Regions from separate parts of the Mus musculus genome. Here region 1 is linked to region 2. The links are chromatin contacts, called in public HiCAR-type maps. All regions are on one chromosome and are shown on one strand. The core of a region is the stretch at or near the end of the contact, and the rest is flanking DNA. Distances in the headings are between cores, read along the strand shown. Region 1 has its middle 10 kb from the start of Gm22815. Region 2 overlaps Arhgap42 (Rho GTPase activating protein 42).

What was found. HiCAR-type assays count read pairs that join an accessible place to other places.
Region 1: a HiCAR-type map of embryonic stem cells shows a contact between it and region 2, with 4 times the contacts expected there. The contact joins two enhancer-like sites. A contact is called at or near these places in 1 of 39 promoter capture datasets (liver), 2 of 115 datasets of contacts at active chromatin or transcription factors (both in embryonic stem cells) and 1 of 9 other capture datasets (embryonic stem cells).

What each region holds. Positions count from the first base shown.
Region 1 is chr9:9,308,713-9,314,848 of GRCm38.p6, reverse strand. No RefSeq gene overlaps it. Among named protein-coding and RNA genes, the nearest start is that of Gm22815, 10 kb to the right of the region's middle. Within about 2 kb of position 3,003, at least 31 of the 459 cell types and tissues checked have an H3K27ac peak or open chromatin away from gene starts, as enhancers often do. A contact at or near this core is called in embryonic stem cells, where this site is marked.
Region 2 is chr9:9,026,069-9,032,304 of GRCm38.p6, reverse strand. It overlaps Arhgap42 (Rho GTPase activating protein 42), which reads left to right. Exons shown (of 24, transcript NM_001372563.1): 11 at 1,433-1,511; 12 at 2,843-2,882. Among named protein-coding and RNA genes, the nearest start is that of Pgr, 130 kb to the right of the region's middle. Within about 2 kb of position 4,609, at least 24 of the 459 cell types and tissues checked have an H3K27ac peak or open chromatin away from gene starts, as enhancers often do. A contact at or near this core is called in embryonic stem cells, where this site is marked.

The DNA.
Region 1 (6,136 bases), core at 1,754-4,253, 280 kb before region 2:
CCCTGTGTGATTCTACTCTGGTGCATTAAGTCTCTGCAGGACTAGGCACATACCTCTCCCACTAAGGCAGACAAGGCAGCCCAGTTAGAGGGATAGGATCCACAGACAGGCATCAGGTTTGGGGATAGCCCCCCACTCCAGTTGTTGGGGGACCCACATGAAAACCAAGCTACACATCCGCTACATATGTGCCGGCAGCCTAGGTCCAATTCATGCTTGCGCTTTGGTTGCTGGCTCAGTCTCTAGGCTCTCCCAAGCGTCTAAGTTAGTTGACACTGTTGGTCTTCTTGTTAAGTTCCTATCCACTTCAGATTCCTCAATCCTTTCCCCAACTCTTCCAGCAGACTCTCTGACCTCTGCCTATTGCTTGACTGTGGGTCTCTGAATCTGTTTCCATGCACTGCTAGGTGGAGCTTCTCGGAGGACAGTTATGCTAGAATCCTATCTGAAAACATAACAGAATATCATTACTAGTGTCAGTGATAAAAAGAGCTCTCTTGCATATGGTCAATCTTCAGATTTGTTAAGTTAACCAAACGTGGAATACTAACTCATCTCATGATTTAAGTCTTAAGGAGCCAGCTGTAATTAAGGAAGAAGAGAAAGGAAGACTCTAAACTGATTGAAATCAAGTTTTTATTAGAGATAATTAGGCTTTCAATATTTCATTATATTGAGAGTGGGCAAGATGGTTCGGTGAGTAAAAGAGATTGCCTCCAGACAGACAATCTGAGTTCAATCCCCAAGAGCTACATGTTGAACGCGAGACTGAACTCTGCCCTTCATACCTGTGCTGTGGCATTCAAGCCCACACATGCACACAGACATACATATATGCAATTTTAAAAGTTGACTATATTGCCCTTTACCCTAACATTTGAGGCTGAGATTCATACCTACTACAATACTTTTACATATTAATATATGGTCTCCTCTTTCCCTTTTTGGTTTTGGTTTTGTGTTGGTTTGTTTGCTTGTTTGTTTGTTTTGGTTGGTTGGTTGGTTTAGTTTGGTTTTGGTTGTTTCTTTTGTTTGTTTTCTGTTTGGCTGATTTTGTTGTTGCTGTTGTTGTTGTTGTTGCTGCTGCTGTTTTTTGACAATGTCTAGTGGAGCCCAGGCTAAACTTGCATTCACCATATATCCAAGAATGACCATGAATTCCTGGCCTCCCAAGTGCTCCCCTATACCTGGAGATCCTGCAGAGCAGTTCAGTTGTCCTTTGTAGAAACTCTGTAAAGAAAAGAGTGACAGGGGTTATCATGGCAACTGTGTTTGAAAAACAAAACAAAACGAAGCTGAAGATTATATAGCACAGGACAATTCGTGTTAACACAGAATTCGTTCCACTTCCTGTCCTAGTTAGCACCTAGTTTTCCTCTTCCTTGCCTCTTCCTGTAGGAATCCCGCTCACCTCTGAATCTGGCTCTCTGCAGAAAGGGTGTTTTGACTTATTTTAGCTTCTTATCAAGGGTTGCTCTGTTCTAACTATAGGAAGTCATGTGTATGAGCCATTTCAGAACCTTGGGTGTGGGGAGCCGCCCTCACATTCGCCGTTACAAGATGGTGCTGACATCCTGTGTTCTAAGTGGTAAACAAATAATCTGCGCATGTGCCAAGGGTAGTTTTCCACTACATGTGCTCTGCCTTCCCCGTGACGACAACTCGGCCGATGGGCTGCAGCCAATCAGGGAGTAATACGTCCTAGGCGGAGGATAATTCTCCTTAAAGGGGACGGGGTTTCGCCATTCTCTCTCTTGCTTTTGCTCTTGCTCTGGCTCTTGCTCTCTTGCGCTCTGGCTCCTAAAGATGTAAGCAATAGAGCTCTTGCTCTGGCTCTTGCTTCTTGCTCCTGAAGATGTAAGCAATAAAGCTCTTGCTCTCTTGCTCTCTTGCGCTCTTGCGCTCTTGCGCTCTGGCTCCTAAAGATGTAAGCAATAGAGCTCTTGCTCTCTTGCACTCTTGCTCCTGAAGATGTAAGCAATAAAGCTTTGCCGCAGAAGATTCCGGTTTGCTGCGTTCTTCCTGGCCGGTCGCGCGAACGCGTGTAAGACTTGGGGTCACAGCCCAAAGGGAAGTCAGGATGCAGTAGAGCTCTGAGGGCTGAAGAAGCAATAAACACAACTGTAAGGCATAAATGACATAGTGAAATTGTCCTTTATTCTATCAACTGTGGCGACTCATTCTGGCATGTAGATTATGGCATCAGGTGTCTCCAGGAGAGGATGGGTCAAAGCCATAGGCTGCTGCTGGGTCAGACTTCAGAAGCTCTGTCTGCTGGAAGCAGGCCCCCAGCCAGAGCCAGCCACTGTGAATATGTAGTCTGTAATCCAGCCATGAGGGAGAGCTGACAGAGTGTGGCATGCTGTCAGACCTCAGAATAGTGTGGCAGCTGAACATGGGAGAAGAGTACCAGAAAGAAAACAAAGGATGTGACTGTCCACTCAGTGAGTGACTGGAGCTAAATGCCACTTTAAGAACACATGACACAGAATTCAAGTTTCAACATGTTCAGGGGTTTATTAAAATGCATGGATCTGGCAGAAGAGAAACACAGAAAAATATTGGAAAGTTAGGGAATTCAGATGAGCACACTTTAAGCCAAGTGCTCTTGTGTCAAAAAGGGGAAATGGATAATTAGAGAACTTTGAATGAGAGTCTGAAAGAGATGGAGGAGGGGGAGGGCAGAGGTGAAAAGGAAAGGGGGAGGGACATGGATAGAGAGAGGGAAAGGGAGGAAGGAAGAGAGAGCACAGCCTGGTCTAAATAGAAAGTCCCAAAGGTCAATACCAGCTGCAGATACTCAGTAAGATCCTATTTCAGGAAGATGGGGGGAGGGGCGGGGGGGGGGGGAAAGACAGGGGAAATGGAAGAAAGAAAGGCAGACACTTGTTTAGACATACAAAGTTAAATACCAGAAGAAAATAAAATGCAGCTGCCTCTGCAGAGGGAAACTGAAGAACAGGAAGGTCTTTTCAGAGCAGTGGGACAGCTCAGGAGCTAAAACATTGGCTATGGAGTCCTGGTGGCCTGAGTTCTCCCAGATGCCAAGCTGAAAGAGTAGTAATTCCCATGGACTGTCCACACACAAATCATGGCATGTGCACATGTGCCTGTGTGCATGTACATGATGAGGATGATGAAGAAGATGATGATGGTGATATAAAAATTTAAACGTACTTAGAAAGGAAATTGCTGAGTTTCATGTACTACATTGTTTTAAAACTAATTTTGGTAGTAATAACTGAAATATACATAGCATAAAACTTTTCCACAATCACTGTATAATTATGGGAAAACACAACTGAGTATGGTAAGCATAGTTACATTTTTTGAGACAGGGTTTTGTAGCCTCCCTCACCCTTGAAGCAGGCTGATCCAGACTTTGACCTTGCTGCCACTAAGAAGCAGATTACCTAGGGTAGAGCCTTCTCATCTTGATGGCTCTATTTGCTCTTCTCCAAGACTCTGCTTCCTGCTGAAAGGTCCTTGAGACATTCCAGAGACACACCCTGTAGATCACCTACAGGCTGGCTCCAGGCACCAAGATTGTGCTGGCGGGGGATGGGCCTACCCTCTTTATAAGCATGGACTCTCAGTAAACTTCAGAGGCTTTGAACAGAAAGGTTTGTCTTGGCCTCTTTCTTTTCTCGTCGTCTGATCTCTTTCAGCCCCAGCCTGCCTTTCAGGGGAGCCCAGTTCATGTGGTCACAGGTGGCTACAGGTGGCACCCAGAATGTGGGGCCTGAACGCAGCGGGACAGACTGAGGGAACACTATCTTATGTGGAGCTCCACGAGAAGGGAAGAATAAGAAGATCGTATCGAGCACAATGAGCAACAGGTATTCATGCTAGCGCTGGCTTTAAACTTATTCTTTTTTAAATTGTTGCTGTAGGTGTGATAGGATATGGGCTAACTTGGGACAGTGTTGACCCGGCACTGATTCCACTTAGGGGTGGTCAGCGGAAAATGGGATCAGAAAATTCTGAACAGGCATTTATCCACAGCCTCCAAGAGCTGCTTCAGGCAAGAGGAGTAGGGTTTGAAAAACATTTGTTAGAAGATTTCTCAGATCAGAAAGATTCTTGCTGCCCATGGTTCAGAAAAGAAAAAAACCTTAGATAAGAGAACCTGGGAGAGAATTGGAGAAGCTCTGAGAAACACCCAGGCAGATAATTTCACCCTCTACCTCTGGGGGCTCTTATGCTACTGATGAAGAAACCTCGAAGGCATCAGATAGTACCCAGGCAGAGTTTGAAGAATCTCGGGGAGGAATGCCTGCCAGAGAGGACTTTCTCAGAAGAAGGCCCTCTCAACCCTAAATTAGAAAAATACAGAGATTCTGATGATGAGCGAACATTAGACAAGGAAGATTATTCAGAAAAAGGAGCCGCCAAATATTTTGGTGAGGATTGGCCTCCTTGCGAACCTCCTGCTCCACCTATGGCCTCTACTATAGGAGATGCTACTCATATGGATAGGCAACTAAGTAAATTAGAGTTTGAAATCAAGTTGCAGAAATTGACTAATGAGCTTCGGGAGCTAAAAAAAGGTGTCAAATACAGGGAAGAACAGCTATTCTGAAATGTATCAGTCTCCGCTAGAAAGAGCTGTGGGTCAGGCTCTTGGGAAAGAGCAAGATACTTTCTTATAGTTGAGATAATTGATCATCAAGATAATAGCATCAGACAATACCAGATTTTGGAGTTCAAGGTGATAAAGGAGTTAAAATCAGCTGTTGCACAATATGGCCCTACATGTCCTTTCACACAAACATTATTGGATACTGTCATGGAGTCACATTTAACCCCCCAAGATTGGAAGACTCTATATAAGGCTACTCTGTCAGGAGGAGATGTCTTGCTTTGGAATTCCGAATGGCAAGAAGCCAGTAAGAGAACTGCCACTTTGAATGCTCAGACAGGTAATCCAGACTGGGATGTTAACATGCTTTTAGGAGAAGGTCAATATGAAGGCAATGCTAATCAGATTAGGTTTCCTTTTGGAGTGTACACTGTACACGCAGGTTGCTATGGCTGCTCGCCACGCTTGGAATCAGTTACCAACTAAAGGGGATCTTGGTAGAAGTTTAGCCAGCATTTAGCAGGGTCCTGATGAGCTTTACCAGGACTTTGTGGATAGGCTATTGAAAGCAGCTAGTAGAATTCTTGGAGATTCTCAAATGGGAATTCCTTTCATTATGCAATTGGCTTATGAGAATGCTAACGCAGCAGGTCACTCCGCTATTCGGCCTCACAAAGGACAGACAGACTTAGCGGGATATATCTGGCTTTGTGCAGAGATTGGGCTGTCATATAATCAGGGTTTGGCCTTGGCCAGTGCTTTGCAAGGAACCACTGTGCAAGCAATGCTTACACAGAAACGAGGGAATAATGCATGTTTTAAGTGTGGAACTTTGCGTCATTTTAAAAACCATTGTCCTAAGGGTAGAGGTGCAGAGAGTGGGGAAGCAGGCCATGCTCCAGGAGTTTGTCCTCGATGCAGGAAGGGCAACCATTGGGCTAGGGAATGTAAATCCAAGACAGGCATTCAAGGTTTTCTCTTGCTGTGAAACAAGAGGAAGGTCCAGCCTCAGCAAGCAGCTTATGGGGCCATGAAGCTGCTGCCCAGCCCAAAAAAAAAAAAAAAAAAAAAATCTGTTTTTGAACTTGTCAGGGCAACCCCAGGAAGTGAAGGATTGGACCTCTGTCCCACCACCCACACAGGATTGACTCCAGAAATGGGAGTTCAAATTCTACCTACAGGAGTTTTTGGACTTCTACCGGCAGAAACTTGTGGATTTCTTTTAGGACGAAGCAGTTCTATTGTAAAAGGTCTGCAGATTTATCCAGGTGTTATAGATAATGATTATGAGGGAGATGTGGAACGCCTGACTTGCCAGCAAGAAAGACGCCACAGTAGGATCCTTCTGCAACACGTTTATTGGGAGAGCATTGACTGCATAGGCGAAAAAGACCCCAAGCCCCAGAAATGGCGCTGCTTATATAGGCCTAGGAGTGATGTGACCATACCTGATTGGTTATGCTACCAGTACCTCATTAATATGCCTCGGGCCAGGCAGTGACTTGGCAAAAAACTCTTATGCACATGCGCACATTGGTTGTTTACTCATATTCA
Region 2 (6,236 bases), core at 3,360-5,859:
AGCACTCTAAGGGCTGAAAGGAGAGGAACACAAGCTTGAAGTATACAAAGCTTGTGGTGCTTAGAACTTGTCCCAGAGAAACAAAAATCAATTCAATCATATCAAATTATCTGGGCCCTTCTATACATTTTTTCTTTTCTTGTCATTCTAGTGAGCCATTTTTATATTTACAGAAGAAATGCAAATTATTTGTTGACAGATTATGCTATTCCAACTTTTTTGTTTTGTTTTGTTTTGTTTTTTTGTTTTTCAAGGCAGGGTTTCTCTGTGTATTCCTGGCTGTCCTGGAATTCACTTTGTAGACTAGGCTGGCCTCGAACTCAGAAATCCGCCTGCCTCTGCCTCCCGAGTGCTGGAATTAAAGGCGTGTGCCACCACGCCCGGCTATTCCAGCTTTTTAATCATTTCATATAAGTAGTGAAAGTTCCCAGTGTTTTGCAGGGGAATTATGGGTTTATATCAATTCTTGTACATGAGCTAATCTATAAGTTTTATATCACCCTCAACTCCCCTTTATTTGGTGCCTTCTTTTATCTGGAAATATATCCTTAAGTAATTTTTCACAGTGACTGCATGGAAGAAATTTGGGGACATTGTCGAGACAGGATCTTATTTTGTAGTCCAAGTCTGGACTCAGACTCATTGTGTAAGCCATGCTGGCCTTGGGCTTGTGATTCTCTGGTCTCAGCCTACCAGTGCAGACATACACAGCATGCCTGGCGTGAGAATTATTTTGGGGACTTCATTTTAATACTGTGATCACGGTGCAGAAAAACGCTATGGACCATTGGCTAGTTGTGAGCTAAGTCATTGTTAGTGACTGACTGGTCCCATGTCAGGCTCATGAGCTTAATCACTCTCTGTTGAATAGCAGGTGACTGAGTAACAGTGGATATGCATTTGCCATCTTTTTGACCTTTTCGGGGGAAACTTTGAATTAATTCCTTCAGATAACCCTGTACTCAATACATTCATGACTTATCTGTCATCATTTAAATTTAAAAAGTGTGTGCGCATGTGTGTGCTTGTAAGTGTGTATATGTGTGTCTGTCTATGGGTGTCCACATGTGTAGATGTGTATGAGTATCTGGGTTTCCACGTATGTATGTGAGCAGGTATGTGTTTGAGAGTATATGTGTGTATGCATGCGTGTGAGTGCACGTATGGGTGTGAGTGTCATGTGTGTCATGTGTGAGTGTCTGTCATGTGTGAGTGACATGTGTGAGTGTCATGCATGACTTTTCCTGAAAAGGGCTGTAAAACAAACCTTCAAGTTTTCTTTTTCCATTTTCTTCATTCTTCTAATCTTTTCTTTCCAAATTATGACTTTATAATTAATTAATCAAGGACATGAAAATTAACAAATGCTGTAGAAAATTAGCCAAGGCACAGTAGAATAAATGTCACATGTATAGTGTCTGTCTATTGATAGGCATGGCATCATTACGCTACAGGCATTCTCTGAAGCTAACCGGAAGCTCTGGCTGGAGGCCATGGATGGGAAAGAACCGGTAAGAGTGTGACGCCATATCTAATTTTTGTTTCACTTTAAAACTTACAAAGCACCTCTGTATTTCCTTTTTATGTGTATACAATATAACTGGAAGCATTAAAGTAACAAAGAGAACGGCCTGTCCTGTTTTCCTGGTGTCTCCTCAGTCATTAGCATGTAACTCCTACTTGTTATTTGTCTTTCAGGGAGATTTCCAGGACCAATGTACAATTCTAAAATTACTTTAAAGCATTTACAGTCGTGAATTTGGTTTCATGTCTTGCCTCATTTTATTAGGAATATGTGTGGGGTCATCCTGTGGTCTAGGCCTCTCTTTAAAGACCAGCAATTTACCAGAGCTGTGGTGGGAGCCATCCCCATGTGATGCACATCTTGTCTGTAATAGTCGTTTTGATGTCTCTGTGTAGTAATTTACTCACAAACACCAGGGAGCTTTATGCAGGGAAGAGAGGAGCTACTTGTTGCTCTTTGCTTCCTTACTGAACACTGTTCTCGGGTCATAGAAGGAGAGCACATAGAAAAAACAGATACCACTCCATCACTAGAGAAGATTCTGCTGGTGGCAGAGACCAAGAACAATCCAAGCTAATGCCTGAGTAACAGCACTAGCTAGCATGTTCTGCGGACCCTGAGACCCTCCCTCAAACCCTGTTCCTAGGTCACAGTCAGATGTGCCAGGCACTGAGAGTCCAGTTTAGACTCTAAAGATTAGAGTCTAAACTTTAAGCACTAAGCACACAAAGGTGTGATTTCAAGCCTACAAAACTAAGTAGTAAAAGGATTTGGCTCTATGTTATTTTCTTTTTCTACTGTGTTGTTGTTTTTATAATGTCAGTCCATCAAAAATCAAAACTTTCAATCAGTAGATTTTAAATTTCTGAAAAACTTTTAACAAATAGCTAAGAAGTCCTGACCTAGAACAGATGCAGGCGTAGTTTGTGATGTCAGCAATGCCAACAAGACTGTGCCCACATGAAGTAAGTTTGAGGAAGGAGCAAAGTCAGATGAATTTCATGGTGAGAGACACTTCCAGAAGAAGGTGCTGTAAGCATGAGCTGGAAAAGAGAGTGAAATGCCCAAGTCAGATGGAGAAGGGCAGAACTTAGCTCAGGTTGGACCATCAAAGATATACCCATAGCAGGGGTCAGTAGATAAGCTGAACAAATGGGAACACCCTGGAATCAGTCGGTGGACTGCCAGCCTAGGCCCTGGTCAGCTGGTGGACTGCAAGCCTGGTCCCTGGATTTTTGTTTTTAGGTAAGCATCACCTTGCCAATATTCTGGGTGGCCATAAATGGCAGTAACTAATTGATGTCCTTTCTTCTCTAGATTTACACGTTACCCGCCATAATTAGCAAGAAAGAAGAAAGTAAGTCATTTTTCCTCTTCCTTTAGAGCTTTTGCATGAATACTTCAATGATTTTGGACTAAGAGTTTTAAAGAAACAGAAATTTTTAATGAGAAACAAGCTTTTCTACATTCTGACTGGCCCTGAAGAGTAAACCATAAATTAATGCAGTCACATTTCCTGACAGAAAAAACAAGAAAGCCATAGAAAGAGCATGTGAGTTCTGAACATGATCCTTGATGGTGTCTTTCCCCCTCAGCTTGGTCCATCCCTTCAAACACAACCTGAGGGAAAACCCTTAACTTCTAATTCCACACAGTATTATGAAAACAAACAGTAAGGACGACGGAGTGTTCTCAACAAGGCTGTTATGCCATAGAGAAGAGAATGGGGCTATGGTGTTCTGGTGCAGCCAAAAGACCTCTACAGTCTGAGCAGGAAGAAGTCCCTTGCTTTGCTGTCACACTTGATTCAGTACTTGCTCTCTGTGCTATAAGTAAAGCTGCGTAACTCATTAGAAAAGGAAAGTTTGGTCATTCTCAGGGCAAACCTCCATGTGAGAAATGAAACAAGAACCCCAGAAAAAACTGGCCAGGATATTGAATGTATGTCTATTTGGTTATGAGACATAATTAATATGTTCTTCTGGAGACTGTAAAACATCATTAATTATTTTATTTTTTGAAAGTAGCTATCCTTATTGTTAAACAGATGCTGCCTAGTTGAAATGAGAATGGGACTTCTCCTCAAATGGGGCCATTGAGATAGAACCTCACTAGGAAAATGCCATAATTCTGTCATCTGAACTCCTTTTTCAGGAAAACAAAATCATCTTTCTTGACTAGTAGTCATAGCTGAGCACCTCTGTCTTGGCCCTTAACAAAGAAAAAGGCAATCAGTGTATCACCGTTGTTCTCTGCTGCCACCTTAAGCCTGTTGCTCCTCAGGTGGCATATTTTGTGGGGGACTTTAGCAGGTCCTTCACCCCTGGATCTAGATGAAGTAGCAATTCTGTAAGCCAAAGTATTTAATTCACATTCTCCTGTGTGGTCCTTTCTACATTTTTCTGCTTTACTCCTGGGTGGATAACGGGGGGGGGGGGGGGGGGGTGTGGGGGGGGTGTGTGCATGCATCTCAGTGGATGTTTGTGTGGGGTCTACACTCTTAAAGTTCCTGAAGGGCTTTAACATTTAACCATTGTCTAGATGACTTTCTTCACGTGTGCCTTGGCGTGTGGTCTTCCTAGTGTGAAACAGACATTATCCTTTCTCTTCATATTCTAAACAGCCGCTGTCAGTGCACAGTCTTCCTCCTGAGCCTTGCTTGAATAGTTTGTCACTGGGATTTTCCAGGTGTCCTAGGTAGCTTGGGCCATCATTTTACCCTCCCACAGGGACAAAGCTCTGTATGTTCAAAGGTCAAATGCAGTTTTACTCCCACCAAAGAGAGTTCTAGCTTACACATGTTACATGGGTCCTTAAGGAAGAAGAGAAAGGTCCTGAGGGTATCTCAAGATAAATGTGTTCTTGTCTCCTTTTTCCCTCCAAAAACACATATGGCATGACGTTGGATATCTGTAAGTTTTAATCAGAATGCCAGATTAGAAATGTGAGTGAGAGATTAAAGACAAGCATTGTTTTTTCCTGGCAGCCCCAGGGAGGTGCGGTGAGACCACCAGGATCACGTGGGGGAAGGGAGAGCTGGGTTTTGAGTCGGGAGGAAGTTGAAAGAACAAAGCCTCTTTAGCTGCAGAAAGCAGTTCTTGCCTCACCGCTGTTGGAACTCTGTCGAGATTCATAGCTTTTGTGATGCTAAACAGCCTCATGGAAACTTTAGTTGGATTTTAATAAAAGCTTTGGCCCTGAACAGTTTCCAACAGGGAAAAAATGCTTACACTTAACTTTTGACTGAGTAACTCAACTTTATTAAGTAGTTTGTCTTCAGACCAGATGCCATTAGTACTATAGGATTTCAGTGTCTGGGAATTTGGTGGCAGGTGGGCTCTCAGTATTCTTCTGGTCTTCCTCAAAACAGGGAGAAGTAGGGGTGGGGCACAGAACAGTCTCCAGAGAGTTTATAGATGGTTAGCTGATCCACTTAACCCCTCGAGGAAGCCACGGAAGAAGCTTGCTCAGTTTCAGGCATGGTGGAGAAAGGGGACCAAAGGAACAGCATTCGGTTGCTCTTCTTGGTTGACTGTTCTGAAGTAGACATAGCCCCCATCCAGAACTCCATGTTTCTACCACGTAAGATGAGTTCCCTTTCTTTCTACCCCATGCCAAGAATACTTTGTCTTCTGCCATAGTAGAGCTAAGAGAAACACTCACTATCTGTGTGTATGTAACTATGGGGACCCCCTTGCCATAGCATTGTGTGCAGCTCAGAGAACAACCTCTCTGTTGGTCCTTACTGTCTACTTTAATAACGACAAGGCCTCCTGTTTGCAGCTGAGCACACCATGCTACCCAGCTCTGGGCTTCCAGGGGATCTCTTTTCTGTGACTCCCATCTATTGTCTGAGTGCTAGGAGGGCAGTTTCATCTCCCAAGTCTAGCCTCATGTAGGTTCCTCAGGTTTAACTTCAAGCTTGCATGGTAAGAGCTTTCCTCATGCCATCTCCCCAGCTCATGCACACCCCTTTTAATGGTGTCATTTAACATATTAATGAAACTTTCCGTGGCTATCTTTTCTGTAATTAAGAGTAAGCGGTTTCTATTTTTCAGCCATTAAAACCAACATCTTTAGTTGAATTTTTCTTAGCACTAATGAAAGCAATATAATAACCCTCTCCTGGCTTTAGAATATTGCTCATTTTGCATCACACAAATGTCCTAAAATTTGACATTTTCCAAGGCTATATTTTACAAGTCAACTGGAGACAAACTACATTAACCATATGCCCCCCTTTTCTCCACCATAGCAGTGAATGTTGAAGCACTGTAGTGGAGGCATTGTTCAACAGACCTTTGGGAATGTGAGCTGACATGAGATGATGCAAAGGGGGCATATTATTCTCATTAAGACTATGAATTTTGTTGGCTTGAATTTATTTTCTTGAGTCCGTGTTGTCACAGCAAAAATTGCTTAAATTACACATAATTAAATGAGAGAAGGCCAGGCCAGGCTGTGGTGACAGCTGATCACTGATTGGCAGATCGCAGAGGCTTGCAGCAGCAAAAGTTCTTTTCTGGTTCATAGTGTATGTCCACATAGGACCTCAGTGATTTGGGAGTTCAGAGAGTAACCTCCTTCTGTATCAGGCTGATCTTATGCCAATTGCAATAACCTTGGTCTCCTGGGAAGTGACATAGAATCATTTTCATTCCATCGCATTGGATAGCATTGATTCTATAATGATAACTAGTCTTCAAGATTC